Linked DNA regions of Gossypium hirsutum: region 1 is linked to region 2. Evidence: chromatin contacts called from public Hi-C data. All regions are on one chromosome and are shown on one strand. The core of a region is the stretch at or near the end of the contact, and the rest is flanking DNA. Distances in the headings are between cores, read along the strand shown.

What was found. Hi-C and Micro-C count contacts between places; a contact is called where the count stands out from the background.
Region 1: a contact with region 2 is called in a Hi-C map of leaf, with 2.3 times the contacts expected there. The contact joins the enhancer-like site here to the promoter of LOC107934644 in region 2. A contact is called at or near these places in 12 of 34 Hi-C or Micro-C datasets (callus, hypocotyl, leaf and 2 more).

What each region holds. Positions count from the first base shown.
Region 1 is chrA06:125,537,145-125,540,717 of Gossypium_hirsutum_v2.1, reverse strand. LOC107943777 (a long non-coding RNA gene) reads left to right here. Exons shown (of 4, transcript XR_001696056.2): 4 at 1,686-2,300. Among protein-coding and RNA genes, the nearest start is that of LOC107943777, 5.3 kb to the left of the region's middle. Within about 2 kb of position 1,512, at least 6 of the 9 cell types and tissues checked have an H3K27ac peak or open chromatin away from gene starts, as enhancers often do.
Region 2 is chrA06:125,307,249-125,310,749 of Gossypium_hirsutum_v2.1, reverse strand. LOC107934644 (Golgi SNAP receptor complex member 1-1) reads right to left here and starts at 1,863. Exons shown (of 5, transcript XM_016867122.2): 1 at 1,665-1,863. The coding sequence starts at 1,703.

The DNA.
Region 1 (3,573 bases), core at 263-2,762, 230 kb before region 2:
TGAATTTGATGTCCCAAACTCACAAGCTTATCCGGAACACTACCCAAAATACTCTCCTAGTTTCTTTTAATCTTCTCATCAAAAGAATTTTCTAAAACCCATTTTGCCTCAAACTGAAAAGAACTTTCGCTGTAAAACAGAATATGCTTTTACCTTCCCATGGTGTCAATTAAAATCGGACAATGGTCTGAGAAAGAATGGGTCAGATGTTCTAATTGATAATTAGGACAAATATTAACCCAACTCAATGATGCAACTCTCGATCCAACCTCTCCCTTATGTTGGTTGACAAAAACCTTCCTCATTCCCACGTAAACCATCTACCAATATACTTTAGATCATTGAGTCCACAATCTTCCATTGCTGTTCTAAATTCTTGCATCTGGCATTCTGCTCGAAGCCTCCCAGCCTTCTTTTCCAAAGAACTCGTGATTTCATTAAAATCCCCCATCACAATCCAAGGAGTCATTTGGTCCTGCCCTAAATGTCAAAGAAGATCCCACGACTCTCTCCTATTTCTTTCATTCGAATTTCCATAAAAACCCGTCAAGCGCCAAATTGCGTCAATTTCATCGTCATGCACCTCAACATCAATATGGGAGGAAGAAAAACTCTTTAGCTGAATTAAAGAATTTCCTTTCCAACCCAAAGATAGGCCTCCTTTTGAGCCCAAAGCCCCCACATCAATCTCATTATCAAACCCACACTTAAATTGCTTCCATCATTTTAGCACTTAACTTTGTTTAAATACGAAACAAAATTCGGGGATTAATGACTCTCAATTTGTTCTTGAGCCTCTTAATAGTTCGTGATCTCCCCAAACACGAACATTCCAGCTAAGTATTTCATTGCATTCGGCTGCTCTGTTCCCTAGAGCTAGCTGTTAAATCAAGAATTCCTGCATCCACTTTATTCTCTGCAGCTGTTAAAAGTCCTTCCATTACCCTCTGATGTTTTTTTCCTTCTAAATTAACTAAAGGGACATTTTCCTCCAAAATTAAATTTGTTGGCCCATAACTAGAATCCTCATTAGTTAAAACCCCACTGTCAATATTACGCCAGCTATCAGGCTCTTTAAAAGGAATATGATGACTTGATTGTGAAGAGATAAATTTGGGATTTGAAAATTGATTCCATGATTCCCCCATTGAGTTACGCCCCAAATCCTTCCCCCATTTACGACTCTGATTATTACATTCCATACTCTCACTATTCCACTGTGATCCATCAGCCTGTCGGAGCCACCTACTCGCCACCATGCTTCGCGGCCGCGACACAGCATGCAAGGACACTTCCCAACCAAATACAATCTTGGCTGGTTCTATGCAAAATCAAAGTGGACAATAACTTTCACCGTGTCCCAACTTGCCACAAATAAAACAAAATAAACTCAATATTTCATATTGAAAACGAGCATAAATAATAATTTCATTACCAATTTGGATCTTTTTCTTTCTTTTCAACGGGGAAGAAACATCCAAGCAGACACAGATGCGCATAAATTTCTTCAAACCCATGATTGGAATTGAGGTGTTGTATTTAAGAAACTTTCTCAAAAAATCACCAAATTGTTTGGCCATCATTTTCGTTATTAAACCTGGAGGTAATTCGTGGATTTGAACCAAAAAATCAGTGAAATTTAAGACTATATTTGATGGATTTTCTCCTTTTTGTATTGTTTGTAGGATCAACAAATGATTGTTGAAGAACCAAGGTGAACCAGAAAAAACCCGTTGCACATCAACCTCATGGAAAAACTGAAAAATATACCTTTTGTCTCCTAGATCCGTGATGCATATTCCTCCAATTGGGTGCCACAAATCAACCATAGTATTACGTAGTGAGGGAAAATGGACCACACTGTCCATGAGACATCTCCCTACCAAGCAGAATTGATAGCTCCGATCTACCACCGCTGCTTTCTATTGGAACGTCTTCTCTTCTTCATCCAACAGTCTCAGATTTGCTAATTCTTCTTCCATACCAAAACACTCAAATGAACAGGAAACTAAGTAAAACCAGTCAAAAGAAGCGAAAGAATCAAAACAGAAAGCCAAAAGAAAACATTTTAAAAAAAAGTGTCATAAGATAGACAGAAAGCGTGTCATTTTGACAGACTTCAAATTCTGGGTTTTTAAAAATGAATATTTTATTATTAAGTGGATGTTTATCGAGATTAAGATAAATTTGATGTACATTAAAACTCTAATATTCATTAGGAGTAGAATTTTTATGTAATTTATACTTATTATTGTTAGTAAGTACAGAAAATGAAGAAATACAGAGTGAATATGAATGAATATTATGATATTCTTTGGTTGATTTGATCAGTATAGTAGTAGGACTTATATACATGAAAGAATGACTAACTGCTGCTAACAAACTCTATTAACAGTATGCCAGTTTGTATAACAAATTGCTAACAACCTAACTTATCCTATACTTAACATTCATCCAAATTCTCAATAGGTAAAACTCGAAGAAAATGACGAAATTGAGTAAACAAAGAGACAGGCAGGGGTTTTGTGAAAATGTTAGCAACCTGGTCACAAGCTAGCACCTCGTTGATAATGAACGAACCCTCAACTACCTTTTCACGAACAAAAAATAGGTCAAGCTCAACATGTTTGAACTTGGAGTGAAAGACCAGATTAGTAGCAATAGCTACCACACCAGAATTGTCACACCAAATAACAGGCGAATTATCAGAATGAATTTGTAACTCCGTTAGCAGAGAGACTAACCATGTAACATCACTGGTGGTTGCAACCAAACTTCGATATTCAGCCTCAACTGTCGTCCGCGAAACAACTTGTTGCTTTTTCGAACGCCATGAAACAAATTTATTTCCATAATACACACAATATCCTGTCGTAGAGTGACGATCATCAAAATCCAATCCCCAATTGGCATCAACATATCCAATGAGAGATAGTGTGTCAGACGGATGAAAAACCAACCCATGATCAATAGTCCCATGTAAATACCTTAAGATTCATTTTAAAGCCACCAAATATACTATAGTGGGTGCATGAATAAACTGACATACACGATTCACAGCATAAGCAATATCAGGTCGGGTCAGGACCATATATTAAAGAGCACCAGCAAAACTTCGATATTCTGTAGGATCAGTAAGACGAGTACCCTCATCTTTAGACAACGTCGATAAATTGATTATTGGTGTGTAGATACTTTTTTCATTGGTTAAAAAACTTCTATCAAGTAGATCCCTGATGTACTTGGCATAAATGAAAACTTCCAGTGGAGGATCGAGTAACTTCAATGCCTAAGAAGTAGTGAAAGTCTCCCATAAACTTCAGAGAAAAATCTTTATTTAAAAGCTGAATAAAGCTATTTATACTGCCAGCCATACTCCCCGTCACAACAATATCATCCACATAAACTAGAACATAGATGATGGACTCATATGTTACTCGAACAAATAGAGATGCATCAGATTTGGATACGAGAAAACCAGTAGAAATAAGAAACCTTTTCAATTTATCAAACCAGGTACGGAGAGCTTACCGCAACCCGTATAATGCCTTCACCCGACAACACACCAAATGC
Region 2 (3,501 bases), core at 614-3,113:
AAAATAATGAAGCACCTCTTTCAACAATATTTTGATATTGGTGACTCAAATCATACTCTTCCAGTCTTAACCTAAAAAGATTATCAGGAAGTGTATTGTACCTTGTCTAATGTAAGGTTGATTGTTGAACCAGTTATATAAGCTAGAATGGTAATGCACTGATGCTACGCATGGCAACTAAAACTTACAAAATTCATAACCCAGTTAATTAGATAATGCAGGAAATGAAACATTACAGTTCATTTTCTCCTTAAAGAACTTCTTAAAAGAAGTCTATTACAATTTACAACAAGAAGGCTTATCCTCAACCAATAAGGAAGATATGTGATTTTATGCGGGACAACCACTCAAGCAATTTCAGTCTAAAATCAAATTCAATCAGCAAGTTAGAGGAGAAATAACAGCCACATATATGGTTCCTTTAAATTTTGACACAGTTCAAATTCTTAAAGAAAGTTAAAAATTTTCAATTTTGATATATCCTTGCAGACTAGGAACCTAATGATATTCAGGCAAGCCTTCACACCCACCGTCAAATTTCAAATGGAACTCTACATCAAAATATGGACTTACACAGAAAAGTCATCCATTTATATTTTTAATAGAATCCCGTTTACCTTATTCAGGGAAGGCAATCAATTAACTCTTATCAGCCATCACTCTCATCTACACCAGTTAAGATAGCAAACTAATCGAACACTGATATCATCATATTTAATTGAATGACATCACTAATACCTCGAATTCTAGTTGCCATCAAGTAAATTGACACAAGGTTAAATTGGATTTAGTTTTATTATATTGCAATATCAACCACACAGAAAATCCAGAAGATAAAGTAAATATATTAACAAAGAAATTCAAAATTCGTCTTCATCAATTGCTATAGGAAACTTCCAGCATTTCCTCCTCACAGGTAAACTCTCAACAGAAAAGATAAATTTTTAAAAAAAGACGTTGATCTCTTTGTAATTAGAGATGAAACTAGATTCACAGACACCATAGACCGGACCATTCATTTAGGGCAAAAAGTATGCAAAGTAAAGACAAAACAGAAACACATGAAACCTATGTTAACTGGTGTCAGATATGAGTATGTGTTTAACACAACTATGCTCATTTTTTCTAAGCTTTTTAATATATTAGGAGAATTATACCCCCACGGCCCACAGATCTCTCAAAATTAAATGAACAAACAAAAAGTGCAATAAGTTTTAGTAAAACAGTAAATCTTAGCTAAATCTTTAATTAGTATAAACAGATCCAGAGTTGGAAATTAACAAAAAGTTTTAACTTTTCTCTACAAGCAACAAATCCAAAATCTATAGTTGTTTCCCCCATAAAATTACCCAAATAGAGGGGGGAAAAAAAACAGGTTCAGTACATTGAATTTCCAGATTTCAATTTCATTTGAACAAATTCCGAAAAGAAAACTCAACTACTTCAAAAAAAAATGAAGAAATTTTGAAGATCTGATAAAACAAAAACAAAAAAAAAATCGTTTACTTCATTGAAAATTTCTAAAAATACCAAATAAAGAAACCTAAACTTCCTCCACAATTCACACCAAATTCAATAAAATCTAATTAGAATTATATAACCCTAGGTTTTTTCGATGCCAAAATTATTATATTTTTTTCTAATCAAACAGAATTAAACCACACCTGTTTGCGTAGAGCATCCCATGAGACAGGCACTTCCATTGTAATCCACAGATCGATCGCTTAACAAATTATTCTTCTTCGTTCGATTTTTTTTTTTTTCAAAGCCTTCGAAATTTCTTCTCTTTTTTTAATATTTGGAGGATTCTATTTATTTATTTATTTACTTACTTACGAGTTTTTCAACTATTTTGATTTGATATGTATAAACAAATATATATATATATAGTAAAAAAAATTTAAAAGAAAAAATAATTAAAAAATATTTGAAGGACTAAAACGCTTCGTTTTGAAGAAGGCTGTAGGTTGAAGGGTTGTTTGGAGACAGGGATAGGTCGTCTGCTCTTTGAACCCAATCCTAACGGCAATTAGGTTCAGAGATTTAATATTAGGTTAAATTTTGCTATTAGTCCCTGTACTTTGCAAAATTTACATATTTAGTCCTTATATTTGATTAATTTTAGTCCTTGTACTTTTTAAATTTTAAAATTTTAGCTTGGACCCAAATAATAACCGTTCTATTTAATTAAATTCAATTACTAGTCATGTACTATGTATACAGTTGTAAATTTAGTCACTATTCTCTAATTGAATCATTTTAAGCCTCTATATTTTTTTGAATTTTAAAACTCTAATATTGATATAAATGATGGCCTTTAATCCATTGACTGGATTTTTGTGATAAATATGTGAAAGTAACAAGTTGACATAGCATTATACATATGATAATATATTAGCCGCATCAAATTTTGGAAATAGCATAACTTAATAAATTTAACAATTATCATTTGGTGAAGACTGAAATTTTTAAATTTGAAAAGTAGAAGGACTAAAAATGACCAAATTAAAATATAAAAACTAAATCTACAATTTCATAAAAGTTTAGGGACTAATAACAAAATTTAAACTTGATATTATTATAGTGCTAAAATGCCATTTAAAACTTGAATTTAAATTTGGTACGTGAATTTTGCTTCAGTTTCAATTATAGGATTAACTTTTTTTTCTCCATTCATTCATCAATTTCTTATCAAATATTGTATCCTTTTCCTTTTATTTTATTTTATTTTGCTAAGTTGAAGATTAAAATTTGACTTGAGTTTCAAATTCTACAATAATAAAACCAAAAATTTGAGTATCAATGCAGTTGAATAATCACTAAATGTCATTGATATTTAATTATTTTGAGGGTGTATTTTATTTTTTTTTATATCTTTTACATAAAAAATAGTATTCATAATGATATTTGAACTCAAAATATTATAATTTTTAATATATTTATTTTACCATTTAAAATAAAAACCTTTATTCATTAATTTATATTAATTTTATAAAAATATTTATTCCATAATTTTATTTTTCATCTGCATCTTATATATATCATAAGTTAGTGGTTGAAAGTGAGTTTTAATAGAATTATTATAATATTTTCTTTTTCTTTCATTACATTTAATAACCACTTAACCAACTATTTGATTTAGGTAGCTCATTTCTGTTGGATTAGTTTTGGTTAAAATAATTTATTTGGTAAGTTATTGATTTAGGTGTATTAGCCTAATGGTTAAAATGTTCACTGTCCAATATGTAGTCTGGATTTGAGTTGCTCTATTCGCATTGCTATTAGGACTTTACCCTTCTCTTATAATATAAAAAAATATATATTATTTAATATTTTAGTACATCTCAAACTCAACTCTTCTTTTTTAAAAATTGAATCACTTTAAACCATCAAAAGTTGTCAGTAAATATCTTAGAGAGTTTGATCAATTTGGTTTTTAATTTTATTAGACCAACTCAAGATTGGGTTTCTAAGCTATGAAAGGAAAATTACCCTCCAAAA